Linked DNA regions of Sus scrofa: region 1 is linked to region 2. The links are chromatin contacts, called in public Hi-C maps. All regions are on one chromosome and are shown on one strand. The core of a region is the stretch at or near the end of the contact, and the rest is flanking DNA. Distances in the headings are between cores, read along the strand shown. Region 1 holds the start of RIPK2 (receptor-interacting serine/threonine-protein kinase 2). Region 2 holds the start of OTUD6B (OTU domain-containing protein 6B).

The links. A called contact is a pair of places that touch in the nucleus more often than the background predicts.
Region 1: a Hi-C map of liver shows a contact between it and region 2, with 8 times the contacts expected there. The contact joins the promoter of RIPK2 here to the promoter of OTUD6B in region 2. A contact is called at or near these places in 1 of 47 Hi-C or Micro-C datasets (liver) and 1 of 2 datasets of contacts at active chromatin or transcription factors (alveolar macrophages).

The regions. Positions count from the first base shown.
Region 1 is chr4:47,072,621-47,079,135 of Sscrofa11.1, forward strand. RIPK2 (receptor-interacting serine/threonine-protein kinase 2) reads right to left here and starts at 2,513. Exons shown (of 11, transcript XM_021089139.1): 1 at 1,725-2,513. The coding sequence starts at 1,897.
Region 2 is chr4:45,791,783-45,798,000 of Sscrofa11.1, forward strand. OTUD6B (OTU domain-containing protein 6B) reads right to left here and starts at 1,488. Exons shown (of 8, transcript XM_003125574.4): 1 at 1,393-1,488; 2 at 1,298-1,391; 3 at 598-749. The coding sequence starts at 1,473. It overlaps LOC100516731 (a long non-coding RNA gene), which reads left to right and starts at 1,655. Exons shown (of 3, transcript XR_115866.4): 1 at 1,655-1,873; 2 at 1,987-6,218.

The sequences.
Region 1 (6,515 bases), core at 1,263-3,762, 1.3 Mb after region 2:
TTTTTATGGTTTCTTTGACAACAGAGTTAGTCTCCTTCCAAATTTAGTAAAGAATTTTAGATTATAAAAATTGTTAATGAGCATGGAAAGGAAACTCCATCTTCATTTCTTGGCCCCAAATGGCACAAAACTTAAATTAAAATCTTGAGAAGCAGATCCAAAATGGATCAATTTGCTTTAAAATACCTAATGAGTACATAAGTACTAGACTTCTACATTTTAAAACAGTTGATTCTAAAATATGTCCGCCTTCTTTAATCAATCACCACTCTTCAGAGCTGACTACATTCACATACACAACATTGCCCAGGACCTGCTCCACAGAATTCAAGGCCCAGGATAAACACACCCTGTATATCAGTAGGTCTGGATTATGGTACACAAAAAGTGTGAAAAATATCTAAAGATGTCTCAAACTTACTGTAAGATCTAGTCCATCCAAGCCTGACAACAAGAGAGCAAAGAAAAGCCCCAGGCAGATGAAAGTTAAATATTAGCAGTGCTGAAGCTGAGGAATTAATCTGCTATTGGATGCCTACAGCCTCTGGCCAATCAGGCATCTAGCATGATGTATTTTCACTTTAGACACAGGGAGGAGGAGAGGAGAATGTTGCAATCATGAATGTTAACTCACTAAGAATTGAATACAGGGCCTAGTTAAATTCCTGTTGGAAAGAAAATACACAAGACTGCTGACTAGATCACTGACTAATACATATGGTTCAAAGACTTTTCTGGAAACAGAAACCATTGCTAGCTGTCCCTTAAAAACTGGACAACTGCACTAATATTGTTGCTGGATTTGAAAGACATTCAAAAATTTTGGTCATATAACCATCTTCTGATTTTGGTTTATTGTTAGCAAAAAACAATATGTATTTCCTCTAGGGACAGGCTTCCTTCTCTGTGAGACTAAGGGTAGAAACCAAACTGAATTGAATTTGATATCTAAACTTTCATGACTACATGTAGCGAACCAAAACAACAATAAAAAGCCAAAACTGAAACATCCCTGACTCTAGAGCCATGCTGTGCAATAAAAATATGTGAGCCACACAATTAAAAATTTTCTAGCAGCCACTTTAAAAGTAAAAAGAAACACCTGAAATGAACTTTAATATATTTATCCCAGTGTATCAAAAATATCATCTTAGCATATCAATATAAAAGTATTAATGATATATATAATTTTTTCAATAGTGAGTGGTAGAAATCTGCTGTGTATTTTACACTTAGAGCACATTTCAGTTCAGAAAGCCACATTTCAAGTGCTCAAAAGCCACCTATGGTTAAGAGCTACCTATTGGGTAGAAACCCATCTACAAAAACAAAAAAACAAAAAATCAAAAAAACCAAAAACCCCAAAAAACAACAACAAAAACAGAAAAGAAGGGGTGAAAACAAAGCAAACAAAATCCAATTTCAGTAAAGAGGACGTTTAGAGTTGGGCTGTGACTGCAGATTTTTGGTGCCTGGAGAAAGTAAGGCCAAGGAGAGAAGGCTGTGAAAAGAAGTGCGATGGCTGCTGCATCTTCAGAGAAGCCAGTTTTCCCTATCAGGTTAGCCCTGAGCCTTGAAGGGCTGCCTAGCAGTGACGAATGGTAGGGCCGACTCCATGGTCACCGTCGTTTGGGCAGAAGAGCCCGCCAGCCCAGGGTTGGAGCCAGAGGGGACAGGGCACATACATTTCGGGACTCCGCGGGGGAACCGCTGGGGAGACTTACCTGTCAAGCAGTGGGGTGTGGATGTGCAAGTGCTTTACGGCCACCTGGATGCGCCAGTCTGCGTGGCGGGCGGACGACACGGTGCCGGACGCGCCACGGCTCAAGTAGCACAGGTCAGCGAGCTTTCGGTACGGGATGGTGGGCAGGGCGCTGCAGATGGCCTCCTCGTTCATGGTGGCGGGCGGCGCGGGCACTCGGCCACCAGCCGGTTCCGGGTGTGCCCGCTGTTCCCGCGGCTCCGTCCCAGCGCGCTCGGGGCGGCCAGCCCTCCCCGCTGTTGGACGCTAGGTCACGAGGTCATCCATTCCCCGAGCAGCCCACACCAAGCCGCAGCGTTTCCCGAGCCCGAGTACTCCTCTAGAGACTGGGGTCGCTGGGCGGGTGGAGGAGGAGCTTCCTCTCAGGCGCAGCCACCAGAGCCCGCCCTTCGGGGCTCCTCCCTCCCTAGACTTCTCAGTCGACGTCAGCGACTGACGCTAAAGCGACGAAGAGGGCCCCGGTACAGCCCGCGGTCCTTCCAGCTGGCTCCGGCCTCGATATGAGGCCAGGATTTCTGCCTGGTGGCGCCCAGAAAACCCGTGCCGCTTCGGCGGGGTACGGGCGGGCTTGGGATGGGGAAGGGAACCAGAGGCGCTCAATTTTGTCTTCTCTCCCCCCACCTGCTAGGTTTGGAAAGTTTGCTTTTGGGCACAGTTCCTCTCTGCAGCCTCATACCGGGCAGCAGCCCCCCCCCCCCCCCCTTACCCCGGAGGAATTTCCTCTGGGCCCCGAGTGTTCCGGGAGTCGCTAAACCCCGGAGGGGTGGCGGGGCGGGTGTGATGACTGACAACTAGGACTGTGCGCCTGCGCAGAATGTGCTTTGAGGGAATGCAGTGGTGACTAACCAGGACTCAGCTCTTGAACCCAGTGAGTCAGATAGGGGTAAATTTACCTGCCTATCTGAACTCCAATCTTCCATTACTTCCAGCTACTTCAGTCTTGAGGGGGTGGATTGTCGGAGTTTAACCCCGACAAAAAGTTCAGCTGTTTAGTTCACTATGAGACCTATTTCTCTTACTCCTTCCCCCACCCCCAAAGTCCACAATTATAGACAGAGATTGAAAAATAACCTTCAGTCTCTCCTTCCCTCTGATTCCAGGTAAGACTGAAAACGCTTGTCTTATAGATCTGGGAAGAAAACAGTGTTTAATGTCAGTCAGAAAAAACTGCAAACATCTGTTCATCTTTTTACCTTAAACACTTTTCTACTGAAATGACTATTTTGCAAAGTGTGCGTGCAAATATATGCAATACCAAGATCATGCCAGACATTTAATGAATTCTAAGACAAAAGTAATAAGGAATGCCTGATTTCAATGAGAGATTTTTGCCTAAAGAGAATCGGTGCTTCCTTTTTTGTATTGTCTGAAATGATAGTGGCAATGTTACATTTTACAATAAATGGAAACTGTAATGAGAGTGTTTTAAAATTTGATCATTCAAAATAAAATGTCTAGCTTCAAAGATATGGTCTGATAATCTGTGGTTTATTACTTAATAAGCTTTTTGCTCAAAAAGTGCTCAGAAAACTTTTTCCTTTCATTCTTTCATCCAGTTAAAAAAGAGTTCCAAAGAGAGTAAAATGTAAATAAAGAGGAAATGATCAAAATAACAATTTAAGAAATTTTTCCAGTATCAAAGGACAAAGGTCTTCATATTGAAAGGGCCCATTAGCTCCTCACAGTGAATGAAAAAAGACCTATATCTTTAAAATTTTTTACATTTTTTGTTAGAGTATAGTTGATACACAGTATTATGTCAATTTCTGCTGTACAACATAGTGACCCAGTCATACTTATATGTGCATTTTTTTTCCTCATATGGTCTTCCATCATGCTCTACCCCAAGAAATTGGATATAGTTCCCTGTGTTGTACAGTAGGACCTCATTGCTTATTAATTCTAAATGTAATAGTTTGCATAAAGATACATATTAAAACACATCAATAAAAAGATAAGAACCCTAAGAAAGAAAAGATTCCAAAAGTTTTCGGAGGGAAGAAACAAAAAAATGAATGGGAATTAGAATGGCATTGGATTTCTCAATAATAATGATTTTATGCTAATGCACTGCAGAGATTTTTTTCAAATTTTGAAGGACAGTAGCTTTCAGCCTGGAATTCTGTAGTCAAACTATTAAGTATAAGAACAGAATAAAAACATTTGCACCTATATATAAAGACGCAAACATTTATTTTCCATCCATTTGCCTTTTTTTAAAGAAAGCTTCTAGAAGATGTGCTCCCACAAAATATGAGAGTAAAACAAAAAAAGAAAATGACATAGGATTCAGAACACAAGAACAGAAGAATATGAAGGGAAATATTAGGATGAAAGGTAAGTGGCAGAATTAGAGAGCAATCCATTTTCACTGGAGCAGGAGGAGGGCAGGCTCCAAGAAGAGAAACTAGTTAAAATAATTGAATTACAGATTACCTAATTTTGAGTATTTGGGTAGTTACATTCATAGGTGTTTGATAGATCTAATGATATATGTGATAAAACTGGACAGAATTTTTAAAAATATAAGCAAGTGAAAAAATGAGGTAATTATTAATTCTATGAAAAATAAAAATTATAGAGGAATGGAAACAGCATTTCTCCAAACTATTGTGGTAGTGAAAAGTTTAAGACTTTTTAAAGCTCTGAAATAGTAGTATATTATAAATCTCTAAGAAGGATAGAACATGCAGCATAGAGCTCTATAATTTTTATTTTTAATTATATTTTAAGTTTACTTTAGAAAATAAATGTATTTACACGGTTCTAATCCAGTAGATAATTAAGCAGAAGACCTAGATACCTCACAAATGAGGATATCTAAATAGCGAATAGTAAATAAATGTTAAGAGGTGCGTAACATTATTGGTCATCAGAGAACAAGTTAAAAAACAGTGCAGTATCACTACACAGATACAAGAATAGCTAAAATTAAAAAGACAGTATACCAAGTGTGGGTGATATTTTGTAGCAATTGGAACTTTTATACATTTTGCAGGAATGTCCGTTGGTATAAGCAGTTTTGCAAACCGCATGGAGGAATCTATTAAAATTTCTGGTACATATATCCTCAGCAATTCCTTGCCTACATATGTGGACATGCATATGCATAGACTATATATATAATATACTATAATATTCATAGTGCTATTTATAATAGCTTTAAATGGAGATTACCCAAATATCCATAAACAATGGAATGGGTAATTTGTGACACATTAACACAATGGGGTACTAAACAGCAATGATATTGAACAGTGTACAATACTGATCAAATGCAAAAACATAATACTGGATGCAAAAAAGCTAGACACAGAAGAGTACATTTTATGAGTCAATTTCTGTTAAATACAAAAACTATGCTTTTACAAATCAGGATAATGGTTATTCTTGTAGGGTGGATGTATTAACTAGAAGGGACATGATGAGGCTTCTGGTGTGATAGTAATACTCTGTTTCTTGATTTAAGACCTAGACCCTAGGTGCCATAACTGGATATGTTCAGTTATAGAAATTCTCTGAGTTTACACAATGTGTCCTTTTCTGTGTATGTATGTTATACTTCAATAAAAAATTCATAGGTTTAAATACAAATAAATAATAAATGTGGATATATATTATGTCTTATGTAATTAGGTTACACTATATGTCTGTTCACTTGGCTTGTTTTTCACTTAGCCATCTTTTTTGGATATCTTTCCATATGAATGCATAAAAAGTCTCCTCAACTATTTTAATGATGGGTATACCATAATTTATCCTCCATTGATGGACACTTGATGGTTTCCACGTATTTGCTATTACAAATAATGCTGCAATAAATAATTTCTACACATGTCATTTCATACATGTGCAACTATATCTACATGTATAAGTCCTAGAAGCTGAATTGATGGGCCAAATAGTTATGTTCATTTGTAATTTTGATTTGTATTGTTGAATTGATCTTCTCTGAAATTTTTCCATTTTTTTTTCTTCAGACAAATGAGAGTGCTGTTTCTCCACATACTTGTCTTCATTCCTTTTTGAGATACATTGTTTGTCTGCTGATTACTATATTTCAGTCCTTCTAAACTCATTTAAATGCTTAAATTCTTTTTATTGCAAACTTTCTAAATATTTGACCTCAGTTTGTTTATCTCAACCTCAAATCTTTAACTTTCATGATAGTTTCACCATTATATAGTTTAAAAAAGTATGTATTCTTAGTCATTCAGATATTGTCTAATTTATGCCCATAATGAATGGCTAAAGACAGAATGCCTGATGAATACTGATGCTGAACTTCAAGAAACAAAAAAATAAATGAGAGTAATTGTTCACATTAGGCTTAAAAAAATAAACAACCTAAAAAAAACAAGAATCACATCTGCATGTTGAATTCCTCTATTCAAAATTCTGTAAAATTCTATTCAGTTATATTTTCCATTTTCCAATAAATAAAGGTTATTTAAACCTGTACATGCTATTTTAGGGATGTAGAAGCCTGAAATGACATGCTTGAAATTTCTCATAGGCTCTTAAATAAGAAACAAGACAGAAAAGATGAAAAGTAAACCACTTAAAAAACTACAAGTGCAAGAATTAAAAACATTCCAGTCTTTTCTATTTTTTGGTCTAAAAGCATCATGTAAGTTTAAAAAACACATAATTACATAACAATGAATGTTCTGCATGTTACCCATGTACTGCATATTACTAAAATTGTGGGCACATTTGCTACATTTTCTCCTCCCAAATATCAGAAAACATC
Region 2 (6,218 bases), core at 238-2,737:
TCAATACATTTCCATTCATTACAAATTGTTAATAAAGAACTTTTTTTTTTTACTACTTCTCTTGGAGCATATGGAAGTTCCCAGGCTAGAGGTAGAACTGGAGCTGCAGCTGCTGGCCTACACCACAGCCACAGTTAACACCTGATCCAAGCCACATCTGCAACCTCTCCTCCTTAAAAGGAGAGGTTGCTTAAAAAAAAAAATCAGTAATATTTATATCATATGAATGTGAAGAAATTTATGCTCAAGAAAGTTAAGCAGCTTACAATCCAATAACCAATTGCCCAGGTTACAATCCTATTTAATGTCAAGTCTAGAAGACTGGTCTTCCAACCTCCATTTGGTGAAGCTTCCTCTAGTCCATCTTATCAATCTGTTCATCTTTGGGGCAAGTGAACAGTTAAAGAAGTGGACTTTCTTTGCTGTCCTCCCTTAAAAAACACACTCATGTAAATCTGGTCAGAAAAATATCAGAAAGGTGATGCGAGAGATTTCTTTCCCTCCAATTTTGTGATTTATATATAAGTAAACGGTTTAAGAGAAGTGCACAATTGCTATCAAATGCTGTAGACAAAAAAGGAACATTACTTCACATACTTTACTCTCCTTAGAAGTCAGCTTCAATTGCTCCAGTTCCTTTCTATGTTTCTGTTCCATTTCTGCTTCTAACTTAGCAACATCTTCAGTGAGTTGCTTCCTCCTCTTTTTGTCATTCTTGGGAACAACATTCTTCATACTCTGAATTTTGGCTGGAAAGCCACGAAAATCATTAGATCAAAAACCCAGGGATTCAGAAGAAACAAGAAATAGTAACAATAAGAGGATGGTAAGAGAGGAGGGTTTAGAAGTAATTATAATAGCAAGAAGAGTAATTACATAATAGTTACAGAGAAGAGCCCAGAAAAATATGGACTGCCCCCCCAACCCCAAATAAAATCTAGTAACACAACCGTCAGTTTGGTGTGGTAGGAGTAAAAAGAAAAAAAAAAAGACTCAAGTTTTTAAATCTTTCAAGCATCCCTTCTGAGGAACTAGGGAAGGAATAGGAAATGGAGCTGGGAGAGGGCCCTGTGTCCAAGTTCGTAGTTTCCAGGTGTTTCCAGGCACCCGCACCAGGACGGTAGCGGACTTAAGAAGCAGCTTCCGAAGATCTGGGGGATTATGGGACCCAGGGGAGGCGGGAGGGAAGAAGTTACTGGTTACTCTGGAGAAGCCTCGGAAGATCCAGCTCCGGAACTGGCCCGCCACGCGCCCTTCCCTGGGCCCTGGCGTCTTCTAGGTTCCCATTCCCCGTCACCTTGCAACTCCTTCTTCTCTTTGCGATGCCTTCTCACCAGCTGCTCCTCCTCATCAAGCTCCTCGGTCAAGACTGCCTCCATGACGACCAGGTAAGCCCAGCACACGCGCGGGAAGAAACCAGCACGACCAGCTACAGAGCACCTTCCACCCTTCAACCCTCACCTTCGGCGCCATTGGCCGCAGCTGGGACCCAGCCCCGCCTTCAAGGCGGTACCGGATCTGAGCCGAGCCTTAGGAGCGAGGAGGAAGAATGGCGTACTAAGCATGCGCACCCCCGCGTGACGCGCTCTGATGGGACGGGGCGGGGCGGGGCGGGGCGGGGCGGCGGGGGTGGAGCGCAACGGTTTGTGGGGGTGTGGCTTAACCGACTGAAGTTTGCAGCCTGCAGTTGACCCCGTCGCTAGAGCGCTTTTGGCAGTAAAGCTACTGTTGCGTCTGCTGACCAGGCCGTGAAGCGCGCAAAGATGACGTTGTAGAAACCATTTTGGATGTTCTTTTTGTTTTGTTGGGTACCTCGGACCGTGTCCTTTAATCTTCGTTTTTGGTTCCATTACTAGGAAGTTCTTTTCAAAAGGTAAGAAGGAAAAATAAAAAAATTTCAGTGAAACTTTTAATAAGTATGAATGAGGATCTTTGTGCTGCGTAAATCAAACAGTAGGGAATTAAGTTCTGTTTATTATTTTCAAGGTTATAATACCGCAGTTCCGAAGAAAAACAGCTAAGTAATTGAGAAAATGCCGCCTCTTGAAACGCCTGTAGCGATGGAAACAGAAGAGATAATAAGGACTAAGTATCATAGAACACAGGAGTTTAAAGACCTAATCTCAGTGATAAAGAAGCTATTGTCAGAGCGTTTGAAAAGTATCAGGGAATTGAGATAACGGAAATGTGCAAGCCTGATGGGGCAGGAGATCGATTTACTTAAGTTAAGCCAAACGAGAAATTTTTACAGCATGCAGAAAAAAAGAAAAGAAATCAAGTAAAGCGAAGAGACACCTAGAGGGCCTGTCCAGGAGGTACAATCTTGGCATAATAGGAATACCTGAAACAGGACAAATCAAATGAAGCTGAAACTATAATTAAGGAACTAATCGTAGAAAAATCTACAGAGTTGAAGAAGGAACCAGATCTGCAAATGGAAAAATTAACAGGGTATCATTAAAATTTAATGAAAGCAACACCCTGACATATCCTGGTGATATTTTTAATTTGAAGGGATAAAGAAAAACTTCTACAAGTATCCAGAGAAAGCAAGTTTCTTTACATGGGTGAAAGTCAGGCTGACTTCACATTTTTCACTTGCAAGTCTTAAGTGCCAGAAAACAATGGAACAATGTCTTCAGAGTTTTAAGGAAAAATAATTTTGAAACAAGTATTATATACTCTGCCAAGTTATCATTTCTGTACCAAGGCAGCTGGAAGACATGAAGGGGTAAAGAAAATGTATCTTTTGAAGTTCCCCTTGTGGCTCATCAAGTAAGGCAAGAACCCATCAAGTAAGGCGTATCCCCAAGAATGCTGTTTGATCCCTGGCCCCACTCAGTGGATTAAGTAGCCAGTGTTGCCCTGAGCTGGGGTGCAGGCTGCAGCTCCTATCCATATTCCCTGGGTGCAGGCCTAAAAAATAAGAAATTGCATCTTTCAAGTACAATCCTTGACAAAGTTGCTAAATGATATTTAGCTAACAACATGAATTAAAATGCCTCGAGGAAGCAATTGTATGAGAAAGTTACCGGTAAATATTAAACTAGTTAAACAGCATTAAAGTCAAATTGTTACATAGAGTTACAAAACGAAATGCAAAAATAAATTTGTAAATCCTGTCTAAAATTTCAGTTTAGGTCCTTTTAAATTGTGAAAAGGCATGCCAAACATTTAATGAATAGTTTTATTTTTAGCATTATAATATAGATAAAGATATCCATGTTCCTAAGCTAAACAAGTAGATAACAGGACTTTGTCACTGTGGACAGAACCTGTAGAATAACGGTATATCAAATGTTAATCTGACAAAATAGGAAAACCTGTCAATCAAATTTGCTATTCCCTATTTTTAAATACCGAGGGTGGGGGGAATAGCAAATTTGTCTGTAATGTAATATTGGTAGTGTAAAAAAAATTCCCATATCACTGGTTGGGGGGCGGTAGTAGTTTAAAACCTTGTTTTATATACATCTTGCCTACAGAAAATCAGTACCTATTGCTTCATGTAGTAGCTCATTCTAGTAAATTTGAAAATGAGATAACAAATAAAAATAGAAAACATTCCAGTTTTTTGGATTGGAGAGGAGGTGGTGAAAAACAGCATTAAAGCATTGAAATTAGATTGACACAGGAATATAGCTAAGTTATTTCACTCATAAACTGGTTAAATATTCCTACCAAAAAGATTAAAATTGGATCAAAAATCAATCTCTAACCCTGGATACATTAGTATAAAACAAAGGATAAAAGAGTTTAAAGACAATGGAAACTATAAGTCATAGAAATGGATGTAGGGAGCAATATTTTTATTAGAACTCAAGCTTATAAAATATAAGTTCTTGTGATATTTAAGAAGCTTTATGTGGTAAATAAATGGCATTCATATGTAAAACAAATGTTCAGTACTTTGATGTGAGTGTTTTAATGATGTACACGTTATTGGACTCTGAGTTCATACTTATTAATCAAGTAAATGATGGAGTTCTCATCACGGCTCAGCAGAAATGAATCTGACTAGCATCCATGAGGACGCAGATTCGATCCCTGGCCTTGCTCAGCATTGCCGTGAGCTGTGTGTGGTGTGAGCTGTGGTGTAGGTCGCAGACATGGCTCAGATCTGGTTTTGCTGTGGCTGTGGCATAGGCCAGCGGCTATCCCTCCGTTTCCACCCCTCGCCTGGGAATCTCTATATGCAGCTCTGTGGCCCTAAAAAGACAAAAGACAAAAAATGAAAAGTTGAGATGGTTAAGGAGTTGTTAAATAGTTGAGGTGTGTGTGTATTTGCATTCTTTTCATATTGTACAGAAACATTTCTAAATTATTTAATACTAGGGTATGGGGAAAACTTAAATTTCTAGAAAGCACAAATGATCACATTGCAAAAAAGCCTACAAACTAAGTCTAAATGCTGAAGTCACACACTTTTTCAAATGCTCTTAGGTAACTTTTGGGTCAGAAAGGAAATTATTGGAGTTCCCATCATGGCTCAGTGGTTAACAAACCTGACTGGTAACCATGAGGTTGTGGGTTCAATCCCTGACCTCACTCAGTGGGTGAGTGGCCTCATTCAGTGGGACCAGGCATTGCCATGAGCTGTGGTTCGGTTGCAGATTTAGCTCAGATCCCACATTGCTGTGGCTGTGGTGTAGGCTGGCGGCTACAGCTCTGATTAGACTCCTCACCTGGGAACCTCCATATGCCACAGGCGCAGCCCTAAAAAAGATACACACACAAAAAGGAAATTATAACAAATGCTGATAATTTAAGAACTGCAACAATTAGGACTTTCTGAAATATATGGATTATGAAATGGGTGTACAAAAGGTAAGAAACTAAGCATGGGAACACTAGATGAAAAATGGAATATACACCTAGGAAAGACCTAGTAACTGGACCTTTTAAATTTTGCTACCTCCGACTCTAAGTAGTGGATTTACTTCAATATAATATTCTCAGTGCCATAGTTAACTTCTTAGTGACAGATTTTTCCCAACTGAGTTTTATCATGATAGATTCTAAGGAGCTAACAGTTGACTCTCAGAAGCCAAATTCTCTTCTATCACCAGCACCACACATGTCACTGTTTTTATTCTCCCTCTCTCAGATCTCCATAGAATACCTCTTGTTCTATGTCATTTTATTGAAAAGTATAGTCTTCAGAAAAGTAGCATCAGCATTGCCTGGATGCTTGTTAGAAATACGGTATCTCAGATTAATAGCAGCATGGGATTAGATTATAAAATGTTATGCATCTACAAGACTGTCTCACACAATGTATTATAAATATTTAATAAATGTTAAAATAGTATTAGAATCTAGAAACAGGTTTGCTTAAGCCATATTATTGTATGAGAGATTTTGTGATTGAATTTAAGCTATTGCAGCATCCCTATTTGAATTAAAGATTTGGTCACATTTTCCAAATATTTCAGGTGAGAATTGGTACTCCTGTTTTTCTTCAGTCTTGGAAATTTGTAAAGATGAGACACAAAGGAAACTTCAGATTGAACAATTCAAATTTTAAATTTTGAAGGAGTAGAATTTAAAATGGTAAAGAAAGAATGAGCCTTTCTCTAGTGAATAAAATAACCATGGAATAGATTTAAATTAGATGTTTCAAAGTTTCTGTATAAAATCAGACATCCATCTACAGCAGCTATAAAGGGCCTGAATTATATATAGTGGGTAACAGGTGGATAAATAGCATTGGCAGTAATTGGAACAGTAGCTCTAGCAAGTTACACACAGGACATTTTAATTCTTAAATGTTCTGTTCCCCCAAAGGTGATAGATAACACCCTTGTATTAGCAAAGGTGGGCTAGACCAGTACTGCTCAAATTTGAATATGCGAATAAGTTGGGAGGATCATATTAAGATGGAGATGTTGATTTACCAAATTTAGAGTAAAGCTGAGATTCTGTATTCCTTGCACGCCTGGGTTGTTGATGCTGCCAGTCTGGGTGCTTACCACACTTTCAGGTAGAATAATAACAAAACCTATGCTGTATATACTATCCATGAAAATGAGGCTCAAAATCAGTAATTGGCTTAAGACCACACAGTAAGTATTAGAAACAAATCTGATTTCAAGACTAATTTCTATCATCTACATAATCCTGCCTTTCATCCATACCACAGTACCTACTTAGAGGATCATGGAGAGGATAAACTTTACATAATAATGAAGAAAGCCCATTACCTCAGAGAAGGTACA